2 separate regions of the Mus musculus genome follow, and region 1 is linked to region 2. A link is a contact called in public Hi-C data. All regions are on one chromosome and are shown on one strand. Each heading gives the region's core, a stretch centred on a gene start, on an enhancer-like site or on the middle of the called end of the contact. The rest is flanking DNA. Distances are from core to core; before and after follow the strand shown. Region 1 holds the start of 1700030C12Rik (RIKEN cDNA 1700030C12 gene). Region 2 holds the start of Spred2 (sprouty-related EVH1 domain containing 2).

Region 1 (6,474 bases), core at 2,310-4,809, 3.6 Mb after region 2:
ACCACGCCCGGCTGGTGCTAGTCTCAAACTATTGCAGGTCCCAGTAATTCTGCGCTGAACTGCGCCTAAGTCTGGCATCTGCTCTGCTAGATTCTACTGCAGCATACTTTAGATCTGTTTAATATGCCACCAGAAAGCTGCACTTCTCATGAGCGCTGTGGGGAACAGCAGCACCAGAGTACAACAAGCTAAGTCTGAAGGTATGAGACATGACCTCAGTGACCTTCAGTAAAGGCAAGACCTCAGAAATGCTGCTTGCTCTATGTTAGACTTTGGCTAGACTGTCTAGATTTGGGATTACAGGTGCTGTACAATGGTCCTGAATCCCAGAGGCAATTCGAAGAGGCAAGACAGGCATAAAGAAGTGATGAGATGAATCCAAAAAGGACACCTAAAGGCTGAGAACTGTCCCCATTAAGGGGAAACAAACAGTCTAATTCAGTAAGCCATGCACATGGCTCAAGCACTTCCCAGCACATGCCTTGTCACATTTAACCTGAAAGCATCGATGAACTAACTGCACAGGTAAGAGCTAGGCTGCCTGCTGTCACTCCCCTGCCCAGGTACTATACTTGGTCCTGGGAGTCTGAAGTTTCCTAGGACTTCCTCCTTTTCCACACCTCTGCTCCATCTCTCAGACACCCACAGTGTATAACACAGTGGCAGACAACCCCCATAATTCACAACTTCCACAGGACCAATCTAATGAGCAGTTTGCAAATGTCCAACACCTATAGCTGAAGCTTAACCAGAGAACAGGAGAGCACCAGCAGATACCTCAGTGTCATTGATTTCGTTTTCTTCAGAAAGGCTGGGTATTTCAATAAGTCCCTTGTGTTTTGCACCAGATTCTTTAACTGTACCTAAAATAAGCAAAGTGGATCCAATTAATAACTGGTTTATGCAAAAGACCTCTGCTTGAATGAATAGCCCATATGTGGCCTCACTCCCCTTTCAGGGTTATGACCACATCAGAGACCAACCAAGACAGGGACCAGCCAACATGGTACACAACACACCTATCCCCTTTCAGTATACTCATCTAGGGCCAGGGGGAGTATTTAAAATAGTTTTGATTAAAATGCGTACGGGGCACACCGGCAGGACCATGCAACTGGAACAATATTCAGATGCATCCACATTGAGATACTCTGGCATCATCTAAAGCAGCTCACTGCTACAAAATAAGGTGAGGCTCCAGAAGTGCTACTCTGGCTAAATTCAATGAAGGGAATGGTTGTAGGAGACAGGTGTGCTAAAATGCAAAGGTCAGCTCTGGATCTCCATTCACCTCTGCAACTTGAGATGTCAAGGAGTGAAACAAGCTGATGGGGTCATTAGGACCAGCAGCAACCACAGAGAAAGTGAGGGCAATGCAAGAGTCAGGCGTGATGCTGCTTACACGCACGTGCATTAACCTAGAGCCCTCTGCACACTAGGCAAGCATTCAGATGCTGAGCTACATCCCAAGCTCTTAGCTTTCTTGTGAAATGGGATCTTTTTATTGTGGCCCAAGCTAGTCTTAACTTGCAGGGAACTTAGTAGGACTGCTTTGATGTTTGACACCTCCCTGACTCAGAGGCCAAGGAAGGCTCAGTGAGCTTCATCTTAACAAACTACACAGAAAGTAGCCAACTCTAGGCAGACACCCGAGTTCTTAACACAATACGGTCGGTCTTCCATACCCACATCTCTCCTTGTTCTCTCCCTTTCCCTATGATTGACCTTTGGTCATGTCAACAAGTATTGAACCATAAGCTAAGTACCACGTGTCTTGGTAAAGTCAAGACAACTATGAACAAAAAGGTCCATCAACAGGTAAAGAGATAAAATGTGCTCTGTCCACACAATGCACATAAAAACAGCATAAAGTACTAAAACATGGTACAAGGTGGAATGAAAGCAGAGAGTTTTATGTATGACAGGATTCTATCTATATGGATTGTCCAAAGAACCCAATCTTAGGATAAAGTCCCCAAGGGAGGGCTGACAAGATGGCTCAATGGATAAGGAACTTACTGCTGGGGCCTAGTGACTTGAATTAAATTCCTGTGTCCTTGCACCTCACATGCCCACCATGGCACACATGCCCACACACATAATAGAATTAAGACAACAAAGATAAGCTAGCAAGAGGCAAAAGCACTTGCTACCAACCAACTCTGCCTTCTACACGTGCTACGACACCCAAGTATGTGCGCACACACACAGAAATAATTTTTTAAGTTTTGAAATAATTAAACATTTTTAAGGGAAGCAGGCATCTGTGGAGGAAGGGTGGCAGGTGGCAGCTGCATTAAGGCCCTAGTCACAGATGCTGGTAAAAGGGCTTAACTGAGAAAGAACTGCCCCTCAGGCATCTAGAGTAGTGAAGTGCAGCTTTCAGAACATAGCAACACCAAGCACATCCGAACATCAGCTACTGCTACTAAACGTTAAGACTGTACACAGGGTGTCCCCAACCTGCCTCTTGCCAGGACCCCCATTACCTTTCCAGGCCAGCTTGATGTTCCACTCATAGAAGAAAATAAGCTTCCCTTTGCGGCTGTTACATGAAGCCTCACCTTCCACCTGTTTCAACTCACTGATCTCACATCGGCCAGCCTCATTCTCCATAGCAATGCCAACCAGGAGCTCTCGGAGCTTCCCCTTGGACCAAATGGTGGCATCCCGCTCTGTCCTGCCAGAGAATAGAAAGACAGGTGAATGGCCCAGCTGGTCTCCATCTGAGCAGCCAGGATGCCATCCAAACCCAGACCAGGTGAGTCCTGGTATTCAAGCAGCCTCCAACTCGCAAATGTGCTTCTCTGACGAGGTTTCTACTAGGTATCTTCTAAGCCTGTTGCTCAGTTTCTTAAGACACTATTATTCACCATATAATAATGGGTAATCTTAAAAACAATGGCCCCGGGGAAAAGGGTCCAGCAATCTCCACCCCAGGAAATGGATTGGCTAAGCTGCGGCCACCTGTAACGGTGGTAGTCATTTAAATAGCCTTAACCACAATATCAGTTATCTGGCATTTCCATATTTATCTTATGCATTCTCTCTAATGTTCTCATCTAAGGGGACAAAGAGCAGCCTGAGACGTCAGTGTCCTAATCATAGAATCCAGCCTAGAACATAATTCTTTCAGGACAGCTAAGTCATCTTATGGTGCAGTCTGGGCTCTGCTTCCCTCAGCTTTCCCCAATGCCCGCCAAAGAGGCAGACATCTCCCGGTATTCCTGAGACACAAAGGGGGGCAGATAACTAGTGCAAACTGAGACAAAGCAAAGAAAGTGAGATCCAAGTCCCTGCCTTCCTACTGCACACGGACACAGCACCGTCGGCGCACGCACGCGCACTACGCATCTCAAGGCCGAGGATGGCTGGGTGAGGGGCGACCGAGGCACAGCTGTCCGGTAGGGTGAGACAGAAGTCCCTTCTGGAGCTCGCCCAACTTCAGGAGGAGCCTGAAGCCGTAGGACCAGCGCAGTTAGGAACCGTCTCCCGCCACGGGCAGCCGTGCTGCGGCGCCGCGCGGCCCTCCCAGGAGCCCGCCCGCCTGCTCGCGCCCGGGGCCCACCGCACCAGTGCCAGTTGTTCACGTTGGTCCCGTCCTCCCGCTCCTCCACGATCCAGCGCGGGTCCCCCTGGCCCCACTTGGCCATGGCGGCGCTGACGACGACGGCCCTGGTAGCGGGAGCGCGCGGGTTTCCGGCCAGAAGGTCTGTGAGCCGATCGCCCGCAGCTCCCAGAAAGTGCCAGAAGTCCCCGCCCCGGGCCGCCCCGGCCACAGCCTGCCCCGCCCCCCGCTGTCCGCTCCCCGCAGCCAGCTCCACCCCACATCGACTCTGCCCCAAGCCCGGTTACGCCCCCAATATGCCACACCTCTGGGCGCCGCCCTCTGCAGGCTTCTCCCCCACCCCACCCCCGACTTCGCCCCGCCTCTCTGCCCTAAGACCCCGCCCTATGCCTCCTGGCGCTGTCTTCTGCTAGGCTCCTCCCCGACTTCGCCCCGCCCCCCGGTCCTAAGGCTCCGCCCTGGCCCTAGCCCTCCGCTTTGTAACCCCTGGTTCGCCTTGTTCTTGCCGCTGGCTCCTGCTGCCCAGCGAGGCTTCTGGCCAGGGCTTTCTACGAACGACCGAGACTCCGCCCAGGGCTCGTACCAGAGCGGGTTGTCCATTTTCTGAGGCCCTTGGGATGGGAGCTGCGCAGGTCCCTAAGCAGAGGCCCGCGAGGGTTTACTGAAAGAATGCTTTTTTTTTTTCCATGCAGTGATCCTCTAGAGACAAAAGATCGTGCTTGCAAGTGCCTGGGATTGTGGATACAGTTACAATAAGGGTTTATTAATTCTTTCCATCGTTTTTCACCTTCTAGCAAAAACTGAAGCCACCATCTGGAAAGTGTTTCTTAGGAGATTATTTTAACAAATAAAATAGGTAGTTCAATGGGAGATGGGGAAGGACCTGGCTGCTCTGTGCACTTGCCATTCAGTGGTCTGCTTATCAGCAAAACAAGCTGAAAGGGCTATGGTGTTTATTGGAGCTATTGCATTTCGATGTGTTCTTCGAGAAGTTACATCATTCAAACTGCTGAAGCAATGCTGTGACCCCCCCCCCCAAATCAAACGGCATTGTTAGTTCAACTGATCATACCAAAGGCACAGCTGACAGAAGGCAAGACTCTAGCGATGATTGGCGTGTACTTTGTGTGCCTACTTTTCATCCAGTTCTTCTGTTTGCTCCTGATAAAACATTTCATGATAAGATTTAGATATGTTCATTTGAACCTGACAGAAAATAAGACTTCTGAGGGTAGAAGCTGCTACAATCACTAAAATGTATAAATACCAAAATATACAAGAACTACTCCCAGTAGAAATAAATTTACTGGAATGTAACTCGATTGTGAGTCTAGGAGACCAATGGACCCTGAAGCACTCTTCAGATCTGCGATTTAAAAATGACCTCCAATAAGACATTGCAAAAATGGGAAAGAAACAATGGAAAAAGTAAAAGAGTGGGGAAGGTGGCCCCGAAAGAAACTGTCCTAGAAAAAGTACTGGGTCAATAGCTAGTGAACAAAACCATGGTGTTCCCACACCCCCTGGGGGGGGCATTTATAGACCATAACAATAATTGAGACATTTAAGCAATTTCAGATGTCCAAAGTTAATTGAAGCTTTCTTTAATTTTCAAGAAATGATAAAACAATGGAAAAAGAAAATCCTTGCCTGGCAGTGAGTCTGAAGACAGCTGATCAAAGGGGAAGAAGTCCAGCCACAGATGGAAGAGAGATGACCTGGACAGTGGGCTGCAGTGGGAAGGAAGCCATGATTTCAGGACATGAAAAGTGGAGTCACACGAGGCTCACTGGGTGCTGGTGGGAGGCAGAGGGGTGTACCCTTAAACTGTAATTGTTTGGTGTAAACAGACTGAATTTGTGTCCTTCTCCAAAACATGGGCTTGATAATTGTGCTTTTAGTTTTTTTTTTTTTTTGGTTTTTCAAGACAGGGTTTCTCTGTGTAGTCCTGGCTGACCTGGAACTCACTCTGTAGACCAAGCCGGCCTCAAACTCAGAAATCTGCCTGCCTCTGCCTCCTGAGTGCTGGGATTAAAGGCGTGCGCCACCACGCCAGGCGCTTTTAGATTCTTTGTTTCGTCTATTATTGTGAGTTTGTTCACACTCATCCACAGTCCACAGTTGAGGTGTGGAGGACAGAGGACAGCGTCCCAGAGTCAGTTCTCTGCTTCCATCATGTGGACCCCAGGAATAAGACGGCTTCTACGTACATCGTGTATATAATCTTTATCATGTGTGAAAAATCACTACATTCTAGTGAAAAAGCAAGTTTGATATGTGAAGAAGTCAGTCATATGATGCAGACTCAGGCAAGACGCCTGAGGGGACACGTGATGTTTGGAGAGAGTATAGGACTCAATGGACAGGGTGCTTCATTGGTCTTGAGTCTTTGTCAGGGTCCAGCCTCAACACAGGATCGGAGTTCTCTACTGGAAGATTCATAGTGAATAGACACAGACTACTCTATTCACTCTGAGTACAAGCTGGCAGGCAACTTTTCAAGGCTTAAAGGTTTTCTTCTCTCTCATTCCCTGCTCTCTCTCTCTCTCCCACTCGCTCGCAGCTTGAGGCGGCACACACTCTGCATTCAATTGTGTATTCTGCTTTTCTTCTGTGTGCTTTTCTTTTCTTGAACTCTCACACTCACACACACCTCTGTGTGTTCCCCTTTTACTCTCACACACACCCTCCACAAGCATTGCACACACACTTTCCTTTCACTCCCACACACATTTTCCATACACACCTCACATTCTCTCTTCACTCACTCTTCATTCACTCTCCGCATTCACCTCACTTGCTCTCTCACTCGCTCTCTTGCCTTTTTCTTGCCCCATCTTTTATTGATACTCCAAAAGCAGGTTAAAAAAAAAAGACATTGTATAATCATTGCCAAATCAAATTCA
Region 2 (6,661 bases), core at 2,307-4,806:
CAAACAAACAAAAATCCCAAATTCTCTGGGTTTGTTGTTGTTTTGTGACTTGTGTTTTATTTTTTAGTCAGGGTCTCACTCTAGCCCACATTAGCCTGGAACTGTGTACTCCAACGGACAGTGATTATTTTGTCTCAGTCTCTCGAGTCTACCGTGCCCCGATTGATGGTTATAATGCTTCTGAATTGAAATCTAAATCTAAGATTGGGACAAACTAATATTTTTTTTTTTTTTTTTTTGGTTTTTCGAGACAGGGTTTCTCTGTGTAGCCCTGGCTGTCCTGGAACTCACTTTGTAGACCAGGCTGGCCTCAAACTCAGAAATCCACCTGCCTCTGCCTCCCAAGTACTGGGATTAAAGGCTTGCGCCACCACGCCCTGCTTACTTATTTTCGAATGTCTACGATTTTTTTTTTTTTGAGAAAGGACATGATTTTATTATAGTTTGTGGGGGTAACAGAATAAGAAAAAATAAGACATCAGTGGGACAAATCAAAACAAATAAATCCCGAGACGTTACAACAAACTCTAGAAATAGATCGGTGTGATCCAAGTAATTCATTAGACACTTCCGTTATTGTTCTTTGGGAGTCATCCACCTTGCTTTTCAATCTGAAAGTTGTCAGACCACAGAAGTGACTAGTAAGCCCTGTGGAATTTTCCTGTCTCCATCTCTTCAACAATGGGATTATAATTGCAGGCCATCAAATGTGGGTGCTAAAGAAGGAGCATAGGCCCTCGGATGACAAGTAAGCCTCATACTAACCTATCTCCTAGCTCTGAATGGGTCTGCTTTTTGTTTGTTTTATGTTTATTTTCTTTTATGTGTATGGGTATCTTGCCTGTATGTATAACTATGTATGCATTGCTTGGGTACCTCATGCTCTTGGAGTCCAGAAGACAATGTCAGATCTTTGGAACTAGAGTTATAGAAGGTTGTGAGCAGACATATGGGTGCTGCAAATCATACCTGGGTCCTCTGAAAGAACAACCAGTGCTCTTAACCACTAAGCAACTCTACAGCTTACCCAACCCCCAGTCTTTTTTTTTTTTTTTAAACCAAGGTCTCAATATTTAGCCCTAGCTGTCCTAGAACTCTTTCTGTAGACTAATATAGCTTTGAACTCAAGAGATCTACCTGCCTCTACCTTCAGACTGCCAAGATTAATGGTGTCTACCACCACACCCAGTATGTCTCACTTTCTTCACGGCCTACAAACAAACAAACAAACAAACAACAAAAAAAAACAAAACAGAAACAAGCAAACAAATAAAAATACCCCCCAAATCAAACAAACAAAAAATGAAGAAAGATAAGGTTTGCTTTGTTTATTCCTGTAAAAGTTGAAGAATTAACAGAGACCTCACTGTCAGGACCTCAGGTCTTCTAAGAGAAAACCAAAATGCAGGTCTCGAGGTTTGGCGTCCTTACCACTACTTGTCATGAGCACTCAGAATCCAGTGTTGAACCTCAATGTGTATCCACAAAGATCATGGTTGTGGAAAGCATGAAACCACTGGTTTCTACTTGACTCAAAGGTGAAACTCTTATTTTTCAAGCCCCCGTGGAACTCTCAATACACACAGACCTCTAAGAGGGCTACTTTTGTTTTGTGTATGGGTTTTGTTTTAGTTGTTGCTGATTATCATCATCATCATCACCACGACCACTACTTTGATTCAGGGTCTTAATCATGTAGTCTGGTTGGCATGGAACTCATTATATAGGCCAGACTGGCCTCAAACTCACAGAGATCCACCCACCTTTTTGCTTCTAGAATACTAGAATTACGGACATGATCCACTATGCCCGGCTGTTTTGTTTTTGTTTTGTTTGTTTTTTGTTTGTGGTTTTGTTTGAGACTGGATTTTGCTTACTAGCTATGTCTAGCCTAGGATTCTACTTGTAGACCAGGCTGGACTTGAACTACTATCAATCCTCCTACCCCAGCCTCCGTAGAATGGGATTATCCAGTCCAGCAATTTTCTATTTTTGAAGCAAATATTTCATCCCCCAGTTTGTTTCGTAGCTATTTAAAATCTAAGTGGAATGTCTCTAATGGCATATTCAGGAGAACAGAAATGTCTATTAGTCTTGAGGACATAATCCCTGTCCCTTATTCCATGGCAAGACCTCAGGAAATACCCAGTGACTCTGTAATTGGTGTCATCCATGTCAAGTGAAAACATGGTGCCCCCTTCAAAAATTGAAATGGATTTTAATATCGCAAATTCAGATTCCAGGCAAATCCACAAGTTGAGCCCTGGGTGCAATCCTGCTCGTTGTCTAGATGGTGCATAGGTCCTCTCAGAAAACCTCAGGCAGGTCCTAGGCCATGGTAGGAAAAATAATTTAAAGAGAGGTATGAAGAGATGGCTCGCAGTTAAGATCTTCCATAAGACTGTGGTTTAATTCCTAGGACCTACACAGAGGCTAGCAACCAGTTCCAGGAGATCCAACAGCCTCTCCTCTCTGCCCACAAATGGTGCTGACATGCATGGATGCATCCTCCTTCTGCCCCCGCACATTCAAAAAGAAAGAAGGAAGGAAAGAAAGAGAGAGAGAGGGGGGGGGAGGGAGGGAGGGAGGGAGGGAGGGAGAGAGAGAGGGAGAGAGAGAGAGAGAGAGAGAGAGAGAGAGAAAGAAAGAAAGAGAGAAAAAGGAAGGGAAGGGAAGGAAAGGGAAGGGAAGGGAAGGGAAGGGAAGGGAAGGGAAGGGAAGGGAAGGGAAGGGAAGGGAAGGGAAGGGAAGGGAAGGGAAGACGGGTCGGGGGTGGAGTAATGAGTTCCTGGGTCTCTCTTTGGCCAAACCCCATCAAAGGTAGTAATCTGTGACCCAGTAAACTAAGAGTAGACTTCTAAGAGCTGGAGACAAGAAACGTTATTCACAGACTGGATAATTTACTTTGGTGTTACCTTTAAACTTCATCTCTGCCTGCAATGCCAAAGTTTTATGGCTGTTTGCCTTTTGTTTTCTGCGTACATATTTTTAAAAATATGCCCGCTCTAGGTGGGCATGGTGTTGCATGACAGTAATCCCATCGTGTGGAGGCCAGCGGAGGCCACCTGCACTGCCCCCAACCCCCACCCCGCAGTGTTTCTCCAAACCCAAACTCTCTGGCAACATCTAAACTCCTCCCCATCTCCGCCCTCCGCCACCTCCCCCCTTGATTTTTAATCCGAAGGTTTGGAAGGAGGGAGGGACAAAACGGGAGCCAGATGTGCTCTTGTCTTCGGCTCCCGCCTCCTCCCTCTTGGGCTTCCTAAAACCCGGAGCACCGGAGACAAGGATTCGGATCCTGACAAACGCAGTGCCAACCATGCTGTTCCGAGGCTCCTCCCTGACTGGAAGCTAGCGGGAGGGGGAGTAGAAGAGGGGCACGCTCAGTAGGCGGGACAAAGTGTTTTGTGAGTGTGTTTTTTTCCTCTCTCTCTCCTCTCTCTCTTTTATTTTGGTCGCAAGTAGGAAGCTTTTTGCACTCCACCACCTCTGGCCGCTGGGAAGACGTCATCGCTTCCGCCCTACTTCCTCCTCCTGTTGGCGGCGCTGAGAATCCAATATGGAGTAAATCGGTGGAGTGGCGAGATGGGGCTCGGACGGGGCGCCCTGCACCGCCTCCCAGGCGCATCTCCCCCGGCCGCCGAGCACTACCCGGAACCCTGATTGGCCCGGTCCCCGGGGGCGACCCCGGCCCGGCCCCAGCGCAGCCGACTGCCCGCCCGCCGCCCGGAGCGTGCTTGTTTTTCTGCTGCTCTCCCCCTCCGGGTCCCCTTCCCAAATCTCGCCTCTGCACCCCCTCAGAGCCCCGGGGCCGTGCCCGGCCGGCCCACGGCGTCCGCTGCCTGGTGTGCCCCTTCCCAGACCTCGCCCTGATCTCGGGGCTCTCCATTTCCCCGCCTGCCTCGGCGCCCCCTTCATCTCTAGCTCCCCCCCTCCACCACCAAATCAGGAGATGTCGGAGATGTGAAGAAGGGGGGCGAGCGCACAGGAAGATGAAGGGAGCCAGGCTGCATGCCGCGGGACAGGCGTCTAGGTGAACAAGAAAATGACCGAAGAAACACACCCGGACGAGTAAGTTAGCCGCGGGTGGGACGCGGGTGCCCGGAGGGGTGGTGTGGGGGCCGCCGCCAAGGACGCAGGAGGGGACTCGTCGGAGGAACTTGGCCTGGGGTGCAGCCGCTGGCTGAGCTGTCGGGGCTATGCGCGAGGCTCTTGACTTGGCTGGGGGAGACGGCAGAAACCGCCTGGGGTCTGCAAGTCCAGGTCGCAGCCCGGGCCAAGGGCGCGCAAATGACCTCGGGGCGGTCCTCGGGCTGCGGGAGCGGAAGCTCTGACGCCCTCCACGCGGGGCATCCCGGGGTCGATGGGTCTGTGTGCATGGTGACTTTGTGACTCCTGGCACTGCTGCCCTCCCATAGCCCTCTCCGGAGCCCTCTGGGGCCCGGGCTCCGCCATTTCGTTTTCTTGAATCGCTCTCATTTGCATACCACATTTTCATTCATAAAAACACGGAGGAGTTGGGGGAGGGCCAGTCGGGCTCGGCACAGGGTCAGTGCGCCCGGGTCCTCGCAGCGGCCAGAGCGCGGGAGCAGCCTGCCGAGTCCCGGCGCGCGTGAGTGTGTGCACGCGCGTGTGGGCCGGCACACGCGCCCCGCGGTGTCGGGGCAGCACTGGGGGCGGATCCGAAGCGTGTGCAGCGAGGGCGGGAGAGCGTGCGGGGAAGCGCGCTCCTGGCATGTATGTGAGGGAGAGCGCGTGCCCGTGCGTGTGCCCGGCCCGCAGGCCCGAGGGGAACAAAGCTCTCGGTGCTTAGTCAGAGGTGCTTGTGCTCGCCCCTCGGGGAGACCCGGGCTTGTCACCGTCTCTGGGCCAAGTGGCAGCTGCTTCCCGCCTAAGTCGCACTTAGGTTTGGATCTCCGCTCTAGTAGTGTTCGAGGCGTTTCCCTCTCGGGGAGCTGGGGGCGGGGCTGCCCGTGGGCCCCAGCGGGTACTTAGCCAGGGGTCCTAGCCGTGCCCGGCTCTGAGACTGCTGTTCAGTGGCTGTATTCGCTCACCACTTTTTTTTTTTTTTTTTTTTTTTTTTTTGTGAATAAGACGTTCTCCTTTATTGTCACATGATATCCCTCCTCCCTTGCACATTCATAAATCCTGAGCCTGCCTCGGCTCCTTTCATTCAGTGCTGCCATTAGCCAAGGTAGCAGCGGCGCCTGCTTGGACTCCAGAATGGGTCCGCAGTCTCGGGGACGCTGAGGGGAGGGGGACCTGGAGAGGTGGAGCGGGAGTGGCTGGAGACTAGCTCCCAAACCCTGGGTCTTTTGCTTTTGTGTGTCCACCCCACCCCCTTCCCCCGTGAGCATTGACACTCTAGAGTGCAGAGAGGGGAAGTGACTCAGGACTGGGCCACTGGGCGGCTTAAAGAGCTCTTGTAGCAGGTGGCAAAATCCTGTGTACCACTCTAAGAAATCTCCCTTCTTTTCCTTTGTCTTCGGTCTGGAGTTCGCACCCAGGGCCTGCCACAGCCAGACAAGCAAGAGCTCCATTACTGAGCTGCGGCCCAGCCCTCGATTGTTTTTAAATGGCCTTTTATCCTGTGGCATTCATTGTCAGACTGAGTGGAAGGAAGCTGATGTTCTGCAAAGGGAATTTCCTTCGGTGTGTCCCCAGGGAACTTTGACAGCAGTAACCCTAATCTGTCAAGACACCTGTCCCTGGAGAGGTTCCCACCTGCTGTGCAAGTCTCACAGCATGCTTTGGGCTGTTTTAGACATCTTATTTTGCCTTACTATACCTGTCATTGAAATCATAAAATAGGGGAAGAAAGTTGAGAGTTTTAATGCTGAAATATAGAGGGAAGGATTATCTGCTAGGCCCTCCCCTTTTGAAACTTGGCCAATAAACAGTTCTTTTTCTGGGTCCTTGTCTGTACTTGCACTTAGGAGTAGCCTTGGGGGCAGTGAACAGTACCTGTGCTGATGGGGGTTCTTGGAGAGCTTTGCCCAGTGTGCATTAAGGTTCCTGGCTTCTTCCACTGGGGGTGCAGTCGGCTTGTGCTGTTTTCCAGTGGCCAGTCAGCCTTGTGCCTTCCCCCATTTGCTAGCCTAGACGAAAGGATTCCAGGTGAGGACACCAGTGTTAAGGGAATACTTCCTCATTCCAGTCCTGGGGAGAGAGATCAATTTGACTGTGATCAGAAGGCTTGTAGAAGCTGAAGTTGGTGGCTCACACCTGTTATCCCAGCAGCTGGAGACTGAGGCAGGAGGGATGTCATGAGTTTGAGCTCAGGTTGGGTAAAGAATTCCTTTAACCCCAGCACTTGGGAGGCAGAGGCAGGCCGATTTCTGAGTTCAAAGCCAGCCTTGTCTACAGAGTGAGTTCCAGGACAGCCAGAGCTACACAGAGAAACCCTGTTTCGAAAAAACAAAAAAACAAACAAACAACAACAACAACAAAAACCAAACAAAAAAACGAAAGAATTCTGTTGAGACAGTAGGTCTTAAAGATGGGTTCTAGTTTCAGAGGGTTAGAGAGCCCTGGTGTCTTTACCACTGTTGAATTGGCTTTTGGGGGAGTTATATTTTTGTTCTTGTCTAGATAGGGCCTCACCATAAATCCCCTGGCTAGCTTTTTTATGTAGACCAGGCTGGACTCTAACTTAGAGGGA

Evidence for each region. Hi-C and Micro-C count contacts between places; a contact is called where the count stands out from the background.
Region 1: a Hi-C map of CD8 T cells shows a contact between it and region 2, with 4 times the contacts expected there. The contact joins the promoter of 1700030C12Rik here to the promoter of Spred2 in region 2. A contact is called at or near these places in 2 of 484 Hi-C or Micro-C datasets (CD4 T cells and CD8 T cells).

The regions. Positions count from the first base shown.
Region 1 is chr11:23,494,202-23,500,675 of GRCm38.p6, forward strand. 1700030C12Rik (RIKEN cDNA 1700030C12 gene) reads left to right here and starts at 3,560. Exons shown (of 3, transcript NR_166706.1): 1 at 3,560-3,710; 2 at 4,261-4,384; 3 at 5,185-5,462. It overlaps Ahsa2 (AHA1, activator of heat shock protein ATPase 2), which reads right to left and starts at 3,838. Exons shown (of 9, transcript NM_172391.4): 1 at 3,574-3,838; 2 at 2,490-2,680; 3 at 778-863. The coding sequence starts at 3,653.
Region 2 is chr11:19,920,886-19,927,546 of GRCm38.p6, forward strand. It overlaps Spred2 (sprouty-related EVH1 domain containing 2), which reads left to right and starts at 3,557. Exons shown (of 6, transcript NM_033523.4): 1 at 3,557-4,071. The coding sequence starts at 4,046.